Linked DNA regions of Mus musculus: region 2 is linked to region 1. Evidence: chromatin contacts called from public HiChIP or PLAC-seq data. All regions are on one chromosome and are shown on one strand. The core of a region is the stretch at or near the end of the contact, and the rest is flanking DNA. Distances in the headings are between cores, read along the strand shown.

Evidence for each region. HiChIP or PLAC-seq counts read pairs in DNA pulled down with a chosen protein or histone mark.
Region 2: a contact with region 1 is called in an H3K27ac HiChIP or PLAC-seq map of trophoblast stem cells, with 9 times the contacts expected there. The contact joins the promoter of Exosc9 here to the enhancer-like site in region 1. A contact is called at or near these places in 2 of 39 promoter capture datasets (cranial neural crest and liver), 1 of 484 Hi-C or Micro-C datasets (bone marrow-derived macrophages), 5 of 115 datasets of contacts at active chromatin or transcription factors (the NIH/3T3 cell line, astrocytes, bone marrow-derived macrophages and 2 more) and 1 of 9 other capture datasets (macrophages).

What each region holds. Positions count from the first base shown.
Region 1 is chr3:36,175,801-36,181,812 of GRCm38.p6, reverse strand. Qrfpr (pyroglutamylated RFamide peptide receptor) reads left to right here. Exons shown (of 6, transcript NM_198192.2): 5 at 771-868; 6 at 1,518-2,387. The coding sequence ends at 1,924. Among named protein-coding and RNA genes, the nearest start is that of Zfp267, 28 kb to the right of the region's middle. Within about 2 kb of position 2,517, at least 5 of the 459 cell types and tissues checked have an H3K27ac peak or open chromatin away from gene starts, as enhancers often do. A contact at or near this core is called in trophoblast stem cells, where this site is marked.
Region 2 is chr3:36,548,739-36,554,750 of GRCm38.p6, reverse strand. Exosc9 (exosome component 9) reads right to left here and starts at 2,145. Exons shown (of 12, transcript NM_019393.2): 1 at 2,000-2,145; 2 at 1,622-1,716; 3 at 826-945; 4 at 609-711; 5 at 1-113. The coding sequence starts at 2,065.

The DNA of each region.
Region 1 (6,012 bases), core at 1,268-3,767:
CTTTATTAAACATTCAAGTAGAAGCGAGTTAATAATGCCTCCAGTTCAGATTTCCAGGGATTTGATGGGGTTTAGTTGAATCACGACTGTGCAGCGCCCTCTAGTGAGCCATTTGTATACAGATGGGCCCCTTTATGAGAGACTTCATCACCATGGGTATTTTTATTAAATTAATTATCCCTTTTGTGGGGGGGGGGGTCGGGGAGGAAAGGAAGCTATTGACTTGAAAAGAGAGGTGCCAGGTATGAACTTGTAAAATATAAAGCAAATATATAGTTCTAGTGTAGTCTACCTTATAAGAAGAATAAAGAAATAAGTTTGAATTCCTGGTAAACTAGATTTTTAATTCCATCCTTGAAGTTTACTGTATTTCATAAATACTGATCTTTTGCTGTCACAGACATGAATGATTTTCAATATACAGTGAATTAAAGTCACTCAATTTAGACTCCTAAATCCAAACCCAAATACATCTGTCTGCCTGCAAATCATGGTACCTTCTCTGTGCCTCCGTCTCTGCATTGGTCCATTGATTTGCTTGAATATTAATGATATAATCCATGCCAGTAACCTAGTGGAACCAGGCCCACAATGTGCACAGGTCACAAGCATGCTTATTGCATGAAGACTGTGAAGATAGGGGTGAAACAAACTAGAAAAGGCGATGCTACTATGTTGGAGTGGGCTAAGCTCAGCTTTTATTCCAGTCTTGCTGTTTAACACATTTCCATGGGAAAGTGAACCAACACAATGCCCTCTTGTGGGTCTAGGAAGAAGAAGCGGGCTGTCGTTATGATGGTGACAGTGGTGGCTCTCTTCGCTGCGTGCTGGGCACCTTTCCATGTTGTTCACATGATGGTTGAGTACAGTGAGTACCTGGCCTTCTCATTTGGCGACTCTCTGGGCCATTTCCTGCTAGAGCAGACAGGCATGACTGTTAACCCCTGCTGTTAATTAAATACCAAGCCTTGAGTCTGGTTCTTTCCTGCTACAGGAGCGCCAACCTTCTGTGTGATGGGTGATTGTGTGTGATAAGAACACTTGGGTAAATAAGCGTAATTTAGTTGCCATACACAATAAAGAAAAGCTCCCACAATCTTACATTATTCCTAAGGGGGGGGGCATGCAATGTGACATCTTTTTACAACCTCGACTCCCACCTTATTAATTAATAATACCTAGGATATCGGTTGGTGCCTCAGGATGGTAAGCTAGGAGTTCACATGGTTTTCCATATGATTGTGTTTTCTGCAATGTGGGTGAATACTTGAAAGGCCACTCCTGCTGCTTCTAGTTTACATGACACTTGAATTATTTAGTTGAAAAGTTGTGGGTCCAGTAACATACACTGGACGCCACACTGTGTAGGTAAGAAAGGTCACCACAAAGTTTGTTTGTTTCTGAATAATCAGATTCCTGCCTCAAATTGTCTTCAGATACTTATATGTCACATGCTAAGTAGTTTTTAATTTTCTTGATAAAGTCAATCAGCATTCTAAAATATCATTCTATTTCAGGTAACTTTGAAAAAGAGTATGATGATGTCACAATCAAGATGGTTTTTGCTGTTGCACAAACAATTGGCTTTTTCAACTCCATCTGTAATCCCTTTGTGTATGCATTTATGAATGAAAACTTCAAAAAGAATTTTTTGTCTGCGGTTTGTTATTGCATAGTAAGAGAAACCTTCTCCCCAGGACAGAAGCCTGGAAATTCTGGGATTTCAATGATGCAAAAGAGAGCAAAGTTATCACGATCACAGCGTCCAGTGGCGGAAGCCAAAGGAGACTTATTCAGCGATGCCAACGTTGATGTCAAATTGTGTGAGCAGCCAGGGGAGAAAAGGCAACTCAAGCGACAGCTTGCCTTCTTTAGTTCTGAACTTTCTGAAAACTCTACTTTCGGCAGTGGACATGAACTGTAATGATATCCTCATAGCTAATATCATTTGTATGGAAAGTTATTTTAAGCAAAGGTCAGGACTATTTTTTTTAAATGACAAGAAGAGAAACAAGACATGTTTTCCATTTAAATGAACATAATACATAACACTGTAACTTTGAAAAATTATTATAACAGCTTTGTAGATGATAAAAGTAGATTTTTGAAAGTCTTCGTACATAATAAAGCAGTGGTTTTGGCAGCAGTTTTATCCATGTAGTCAATGTAATGTGACTTTTATGTATTGCTACACTGGATGAAAATTATTAAAATTGTGTCATCATCCTTGAATATTAAACATCTGAACATCATAATGTAGTTTGTAGTGTGCTGTAAACGTTTGTAAAATCAGCCTTTGGAACTGACATCTGTGCCATAATTAAAAAATCAAGGAGGATGAAGAATCAGGCAAGTGACAACTAATAAAAGTTAAGAGATAAATGTCACATTGAAGCTGTATACTGTCTCTGTGGTGACAAGTGACATCTTTTTAGGTCTCTATTGGTCTGCATGAATGGAGGTTCTATCTTGTTTACATCACAGGGTCGCGGTGAAACAAAGTGTGATGGGACAGGAAGGCACTTCTCACTCTAAAGGGATGAACTCTGAGTCATGGCCCTGCCCTTCCTGTCTCCGGCCCCCTTTTCCTGTCCTGCTTTCCTTGCTAAGATTTATTCCGGTGCTGTCTTACTCTCCTTTCTTCATTGTTTTGTAACGTATTTCCCATCCAAAAAAAAAAAAAAAAGGTTGGGTAACTTCATTTATTGCTAAGACAGACAGAAAGATGGATGGATGGATGGATGGATGGATGGATGGATGGATGGATGGATGGATGGATGGATGGTAGAGAAATAACCGGTGATGGATGGTGATATCTGATGTTTATCTCTTCTTGGCACTTTATTTCCTCTAGTGAGATGAAAGACTTTAAGAGAGGCTCTCTCTGTAGTAGACTAATGTAGAAGTTCTGAACCAATTCAAGCCTGTGAAATATCATTGTGTCCAAGGCAGGCCTCCAAATGGTGGGTCAGGAAGAACAGAGCTCCCCACTAGCTCAGCCCCTCGCTGGTGTGGTCAACATGTCAGGAGTCAAGACGCCACTATGGCTATGGCCTTCCCAACAGTGACACAGCCCCAAGCCCAGACACAGCCTCGCTGCCTAACTTTGTCTCTCTAGCACTCATTGCCTATCTGAAGAACTCAGAATATTTTATAATTTAAGCAATAAGATTTGGAAACCAAAGAGCACAAACTGCTTGGGTTCTCTCAGTTCCAGGCATTTCATGTCATGTGTGTCAATGAAGTGCTATCGAAAAGGAGAAAAGTAAAATAGGGTGTAGAATAAGAAAGAGCAATCGCATCACACAGAAAAAAATTAGCAAAGTGAAGAAAGGGATACTTGTGTTTTATGGATTGCTTTCATAACTTGTCACCTTTCTTGTCTAGTTACATTGTAACAAAACAGTGGTCACTACACTGCTAAATCCTTAAGAATGGACCTAATGTGCTGATTCGGGTTATCTTTATTTAACTGCTAAAAACTCATATGACTTCAATATGACAATGAGAAGTTGTGTGCATATTTATGCATTTATCCATAAATAATAAATTCAAAGGAGAAAGTCACCCCTGATCGCTTCCAGCAGAAGAATGACTGAATGCTACATCAACATGGTCTATATTTTCAAGGAGCGTTGATGGATATGTGTGGTGGGTGAAGCAATTTTAGTAATAGGAAACTACACATTCAAGAACCTCCGGGGGGGGGGGGGCATTGCTCACATGTCTGTACCATGTGCATGTCTGGGGCCCATGGAGGACAGAAGAGGGCATCAGATCCCGAGACTGGATTACAGATGGTAATGAGCTGCCACATGGGGGCAGGGGAAAATACTGTTACATAGGTGCTGCCCTCTGGAAGTGCAGGCAGTGCTCCTGGCCCCTGGGTCATTCTTCCTGATGTTTAATTTGATCTTTACTAACGTCACACCTATAAAATTCCTTTACTTGACATTCCGTTAAGAGTTATTTTTGCACTAATTTAACAACTTTCAGTTTTATCGCCCAAAGTTTACAATGCAGCCACTCAACTTCATTTCCTGTAAGAATAGCAGATTCTTCAGGGAAAAAAAATGGTAAGAAGTCATTGCTGTGAGTAAAAATGGAGGTGCGCGTGCTGCTGCCCTTCATGGGTAGTGTGAGCATGCTGCTGCCCTTCATGGGTAGTGTGAGCATGCTGCTGCCCTTCATGGGTAGTGTGAGCATGCTGCTGCCCTTCATGGGTAGTGTGAGCATGCTGCTGCCCTTCATGGGTAGTGTGAGCATGTTGCTGCCCTTCATGGGTAGTGTGAGCATGCTGCTGCCCTTCATGGGTAGTGTGAGCATGCTGCTGCCCTTCATAGATAGCATTTGAAGGTTTTTATGGGCTATGCTTTAAAAAGGACAGTGTGTGCTATAATTTATTCAGCAATCATTATTTTTCTTAAACTTTATATTTTAGATTATAGTAGAGTTACAGCATTCCTCCTCTTTCTTGCCTCCACACTCTCCCACATACCTCTTCCAACTCCTCTTCAGATTCATGGTCTCTTTTTATTACTAATTGTTATTGTATGCATATATGTATATTACCTACACACACATATGTTCTTAAATATAGCCTGCTCAGTCTGGATAATGCTACCTGTATGTATGTTTTCAGGGCTGACCGTTTGGCACTGGGCAGCCAGTTAGTGTGCTCTTTATCAGGGAAGACCACCTCTCCCACTCCTGTCTTTCCTCAGTTGCCTGTAGTTCTTCGTGTAGAGTTGAGACGTCATGGGCTTTCCCCATCCACTTTAGCATGTTCACTGTTATCTTTCAGCTCCTGTTTGGGTAACCATGGGTGGAGCTTCTAGGAGACACAATCTCATAGCAAACCTCTCTGACTTCTGGCCCTAATTATCCTTCTACCCCTCTTCTTCAGTGTTCCCCTAGCCTAAGGTATGGGAGTTCAGCCAGTACTTCTGAAGTTCCTGCAGTGTGTCAGAGCTAGACACCGTCTCTCCCTTAGTAAATCAAGAACATTTCCTTCTCTAACCCAGATAATGCTAACTGATTGATTTTAGGTTGACTGACCAATGAAACAACAGAGAAAACTCAATGATAAAAAATAATCAGGTCAACCCATAAGTTTTAAAATGGAATGTTATTCTACCAACTAAGATCTCAGACATTTCCTCTTACTTGGCAAAATTCTTAGATTGCAAACATGGATCATGATTTCTTTTATAGAAGGAAAGGTTAGAAATAGATGAGCAAGAAAACTGTACATACACACACATAAAAAACCGACCTCACAATTGATTCAATCAAAAAATGTTTAAAGACTCCAAGGCAAAGGGGCAGCAGAAAAGCCACTGACTCGTTTTTTCTCTGCAGGGAGCAACCTCATCAAGTGTGTGCTTGTTCTTAAAGCTCCAATGACAGGGATGATCACAAGTAACTGTGTAATGATTCCTGAGTCAAAATGGCAGGTTGTATAAACCTGTATTTATCCTACTAGGTTGCTAATAAAAGAATAGCAAATGCACAACACCGCAACAATTATGAAGAGGGGGGCGGGTTAGCCAGAGTAACTGAAAAATCACAAGAAACTTCTTAGTAACCAAAACTGACATTTAATGACAAATGTGTATGTGTGAAGACAACACAGGAAGTCATCAGGTATGCCCAGACAGAGAAGACAACTGTACTAAAGAACAGTTTACTTCAGCAGCATCTTGGAGAAACTGAGGCTCTCTTAGATGGTATCTCACTATCCACAGAACAGTTAGCCATTGCAGGGTATTCACTGGATGCGATGAACACAATTTGTATCCAGAAGATATTAATTCTCACTCCTTACCATCCTACCCTGTGCATATGCACACTTTCCTCTCTAAAGAAATTGGAATTGAAGGAGTTACAGAGACAAAGTCTGGAGCTGAAACGAAAGGATGCACCATCTAGAGACTGCCATATCCAGGGATCCATCCCATAATCAGCCTCCAAACGCTGACACCATTGCATACACTAGCAAGATTTTGCTGA
Region 2 (6,012 bases), core at 896-3,395, 370 kb before region 1:
GAGACATCAGGTCTTCGGAAGTGACACAAGGCTACAATTGCAGCAATGCTAGCAGCATCAATAATATTCCCATCATGATTTAATAAATGTAGGTCTACACGGATCTGCCAAACCTGAAAGTGAATTTAATATAAAAATAAATCCCAACTGAGCATGACCAATGGCCACTGGTAAAGAAATACTGCACTTTTTTTTTTTTTAACGTATACGGCTAATCCTTCCAGTTTATCCAGGAAAAATGCAGTTAACTTTAAAACAAAACACTTGAAATACTAATAGTTAACTTATCTATGGGATTCATTTGAAAGACTAAGAATATGTAACTGAATGGAAGCATTCTAACATTTGAAACTTATGTTTTTTAAAAAACACATTTATTTTCCATGTATGCACATTTGCTTGCATGTATGCATGTACCACACTCATGCCTGGTGTCCCCAAAACTGTGTTAAAGCTTCTGGAACTACAGTTACAGAGGTTGTGAACCGCCATGTGAGTGCTGGCAACCGAACCCAAACCTCTGCAAGGTCTCCAGGTTCCTACGTCTGTTTTAATTGTGTCTGAATCAACAGTATTCATTGTTAAGATATTTTGAACATATTTCTCACCTTTTCACCAGCGACAACACAGAGAGATTCAGTGTCTATACACTTTGAATTTCGTAGACACCTTTCTAAGAGTCGATTCAGCTTCACCAAGAGATCTGACTGCCTATGGAAAGAAGAACGAACTAATGTGATAAACTTCGACTGTGAGCAGGAAAACAATATCTCACTGAGGGTAAGTTCTTCCATGGCTAAAGTAACTTAACAAAGAGTGAGATACCTGCCAGGCTCAAAAGCTGGAGCAGCCATCTGAGAAAGCTCAAGGTTAAAAAAGAGGATACCTTCCGTTGCCCTATTGAGTTTCGGAGAAACAAGTTCACAGGAAACCTGTCCAAGGACTCTGCAAAAATAAAGGTGCAAAGCAGTCAACTAAACGTACTTTCTTTTCAATTAAAAAAAAAAAAAAAAGGGTGACGAAATCTAAAATAACAACAACAACAACAAAAACCTAAACAACACAATGTGACATAAGAGGCAGAAATTACATATAGAATGTGGTAAACTGGACCCAGCAACCTGCCTACACACACACAATAATGCACATACACAATAATAAAGGTTTTTTTTTTTAAGGGTAAGTAGATTTCACGCAGAAATAAAAAATATTGGTATACACAAAAGGATGACAGAAAGGAAATCTCTTATTTCTTACATCATTTGAGAATAAAAGGGAAACTGAGGCTTACTGATGACATGATCGATACACTCCTCACACTAGAAAATGAGACATGCAGATAACCTGTGTGATCAATGTTAGCTGTCTACATGATTTATAATGGTCATACGGAACTATGATACTCATATAACAGAAAGCACTAATGGTTGAAAGTTAAACTGCGCACAAAACTAAAAAAGGCTGGCATTAAAGAAACATATTTCTCATCAGAATAATGATAATAATAAGAATAAGAATAAGAATAGCACGTTTGGAATTCGGAGCTGCTCAGTAAACAACCGAGTCAGTATGTTGTGATTTTCACACCTCCTGTTGCATTATCTAACTTGAATCCTGTTACCTTGTTTTTCCCAGTTCCACAATACAGCATCCATAATCCGTTCCGAATGAGATCCTGATGTTCCTGTAATCATAGGTCTGTCTGCCGTCCAGGCGCTGTAAGCAAACACCATTTACTGCTTTAACATATTTATGAGTGGCAACTGTGTCTGTGTGGTCCTGGTTCCCAACGTCCCTGCCACTGAATACTGCTGGCTTAAGGTTCAAAGGAACTGGTCAGGGTCAAATACTGCCCTGAGGCTTGGGGAATGGGGAGAGTCCACACTGGGCAGCCCCCGAGTCCACACCACGACCACACAACAGGCCGAACTGACAATGTATCCACGGACAACCCGAGTCTACACCCAAAGCCACGGTGTTCACACCGCAGGCCTCGCACCTTCTTCTCCTCAATTGCGCGGAGCAGGAAGCGGCGCTCACAGTTGGAAAGCGGCGTCTCCTTCATAGTGGCGGGCCACGCAAAGGATGAACGGCACCGAGACAAGTCCGCACACCGGCTTCTTCCCGGCGCGGAAAACCGACGTCATCCAGGCGCAGGCTCGGGGGCGTGGTGTGGGCGTGGCTAGAGATCGGGGGCCGCTGGGGCCGGTACAGGCAGTGTAGCAAATCAACGAAGATTTCCCGGGTTGGTCCTGCCCGGCATCGCAGTGGAGATTAGCATCTGCAGTGCAGTCCTGTTCCTAGTTTTTTATTGAGACAGAATCTCACTCTGTCTCTGACTGAACTCAACAGAGACTTACTTATCCCTACAAGTCGTAACAGTTCTTGCTTTGGGGGTAGGAAACAAAGATTTCCCCAGCTCTTGGGTCTGGATGTCTACCATCTTCCAGGCTGACCTAAGTATTGGGATTCCCTGGCACTTCACCACAGAGACAGTCTACTGAGGATGCTGACTTTTGTCAGAGAAAGATGGAAGGGTGGTGCGAATCGGTGGAGAATCCTTGTAAGGGCTTGGGGCGGATGGGGAGGATGTAGCCGACTAAAGGTGGTTCACATGGGACCTGAGGACGGGAAAACAAGTGAAGTGTAACGTCACTGACTGGAACCTCGTTTACTGCTTATATCTCATTTTAAACCGACAGGCTTATTTTTACAGACAGACATGTGTCCTCCATCTGCTGGCCGGTGTCCTGATTCACCCACATCAAGAGCTGGTATTTGACAGCTTGCGCAACGAGTGAGGCAGCAGTAGGTGATCCTTTAGTGCCCAAATCTTCTGTTTCTCCTTTTTTATTATTGTTTTTTTATTTTAATTACAGAGTCTCACTGTGTATCACTGGAACTAACAGAGATCCACCTGACCCTGCAAAGTTGTAACAGCTCTTGCATGGGTTTAGGAAATAGGGATTTCCCCCAGCTCTTGGCTATGGCTAGCTAGCAGCTTCCAGGTTGACCTAGTTTTTGGGATTTGCAGCAACAATGAATGCTACAGCTCTTGGCCCAGGGTCTGAGACCTTGGCCCCAAAGATTTAACAACTCTGAAACGTTCCAGTTGTCAGGACTGTAGTTTCTGGTCTTGCTCTCTGTTCTCTCCAGCTGTCCCTTTTCTGTGCTGCCTTTCTTCCAGTCCCGGCTGCTTTTGAACTATTCAGCTGCTGCTTCCTCGGCTGTCCAGCTGCCCGGCCTTGCCATTGTCTCAGCGTGGCCGCCAGACTGCACAGCTGCGTATGCATCACCGCTCTCAGCTGCCCCAGCTGCTTTTCCCGTTGCCCCCTCAGTTCACAGAACAGAAAGAGAAAAGTTTCCTTGAATCAGATGCTTCAAATCCAGAGAAGACAGCACAGGGTAGTGCCTTCCAAGCATCTCACTAGGTGATCCTGAGCATACATCTTCTATTTTTCTGGATTTTTTTTCCTCTCGTAAATATAATGGTTTAATTATGGAAAACAAAGAAGTTAATGTTTTTCTACCATTATTCTTCAGCGTGTACTAAATCAGTATACCTTTGAATTCTACTGTGTTAAAATGTTTGGTTTATGGGCTGGAGACGTGCCTTAGAGTTAAGAACTGTTGGTCTTCCAGAGGATCTGAGTTACCAAACACAGCAGTCACATGGGGTGATGCACAACTATAACTACAGCATCGTGGGATCCTAATCACTCTTCTGGCCTCTGAGGATACGGTGCACACATGCATAAACACAGAGACATGCACTCATACACAAGTACCTCCATCTTAGTAGTATGCAAATCTCCTTTTATCCTTATCATTGAAAATTAGTTTATTTGTTTGCTGATTTTCTTGTTTTTGTTAAAAGATGAGAACAAGCTGGGCATGGTGGCACACACCTTTAATCCCAGCACTTGGGAGGCAGAGGCAGGCAGATTTCTGAGTTTGAGGCCAGCCTGGTCTACAGAGTGAGTTCCAGGACAGCCAGGGCTATACAGAAAAACCCTGTCTCGAAAAATAAAAAAAAAATTTAAAAATTAAAAAAAGATAAGAACAATAGTCAGGTGGTGGTGGCACTCTCTAATCTCAGCACTTGGGAGGCAGAGGCAGGCAGATCTCTGAGTTTGAGGCCACAAAGGTCTACACACTGAGTTTCAGGACAGCCAGGGCTACACAGTGAAACCCTCTCTCAAAAGAACCTAAATAAATAAGTTTCCTCAAAGTTTGTTGTATGTTTTATTTGCATGCCTACTTTACATACTTGCATACTTAGGGGTACAGAAAAGTTTCTCAGGTGAAAAGAAGGCAAGAATGGGGAAAGTTTAAGATGTCCTAACATGGAGTTTACTAAGGCTCGCGATACCAAAAAATCTGACCCAAACTGTTCCTAAAAGCTATGGCTGAGTCCAGAAGACTGACAACCAGCTATAGTCAGTATGTTGTGTTCTCAGTGTCAGTGGGTGGTCAAGAAGGCTGGGCTGGGTAGAAATACAGCTGACTGATAGTTCTTTTACTCAGGCAGCAGGAAGAAACCAACAGCTGCTGAATAAGGAGTCATGTTGCCCAACCCCACTGTCTTTAATAACTTTTTTTTTTTAATTAGAAGGAACACTTACTATAAGAACACTAATAACCCTAATAGTGCCTTTCAGAGTTCCAAAGTGCCTAAGAGCATTCAGCATCTGTCTGTGCCCCAGGAAGAAGCAGCCCCCCTCGTCTATTGCACAGAAACTCTGGTGATGCTGTGAGAATTAACACTCACTTGGGGGGAGTTACAATATAAAGTAATTAAAAGCAGGAACTCTAAATTGTTTGAGCTGGAATTAGCCTTTGCCTTTGACTGTTTCTGAGATTCTGGACAAGTTCTTTAGCGTGCTGGCTAGTGTCGTGTCAACTTGACACACAAACTAGAGCTATCTGGAAGGAGAGAACCTCAATTGAGAAGACATCTCCATAACATCCAGCTGTAGGGCATTTTCTTAAATTAGTTATTAATGGAGTGAGTGGGGTCATCCCTAAACTGACGGTCCTGGGTTCTCTAAGAGAGCAAACTGAGCAAGCCGTGGGAAGTAAGCCAGGAAACACCCCCCCTCCATGGTGTCTGCATCATCTCCTACTTCCAGGTTTCTGCCCTGTTTGAATTCCTATTCTGACTTCCTTTGGTAATGGACAGCAATATGAAAGTATAAATTGGATAAACCCTTTCTTCTCCAACTTGCTTTTTGGTCATGGGTATTTCATCACAGCAATAAGAAACGCTAAAAAAGTCAAGAGCTGGAGAAGTGATACGTGCAGAAAGCTAAAGCAATGCGTGGTGGAAGAGGAAATACCACGAAAAGGCTTGCATGTTACCATGTTTCCTTTTGCTTTAGAAGTTGTAGGCTGTGCCCAGGTTGACCCTCATAGCCCCCCCCTCCTTTTATTCCTATCAGTGATACATTGTAGTCTCCATTTGTAAAACTTCCAGAATGTATTATTTAGTAAATACTTGCGTTTTTATTGTTTTAAGAACGAGTGGGGGTGGGGGTGGCACAAGACTTTAATCCCAGTACCAGGAACCCAGAGGCCAGTGAATCTTTGTGAGTTCAAAGCCAGTCTAGTCTATGTATTGAATTCCAGGCCATCCAACACTGCAGAGTACAGCCCTGTCCTAAAAGAAAAACAAGAAAGAGAAGAAAAGAAATCTCTGCTAGAATAGGGAGTAGACAATTCCCTCAGTTCAGAGAATTTAGAGTCTCTCTTCAAAAGACAAAATCCGGGCTGGTGAGATGGCTCAGTGGGTAAGAGTACCCAACTGCTCTTCAAATCCCAGCAACCACATGGTGGCTCACAACCATCCGTAATGAGATCTGACGCCCTCTTCTGGTGTGTCTGAAGACAGCTACAGTGTACTTACATATAATGAATAAATAAATCTTAAAAAAAAAAGACAAAATCCTAAGCAAATTAACAGTTTCACACACTGATTGGCGCTGTCTGAGTACTTGACTGTTTCGTAGGATT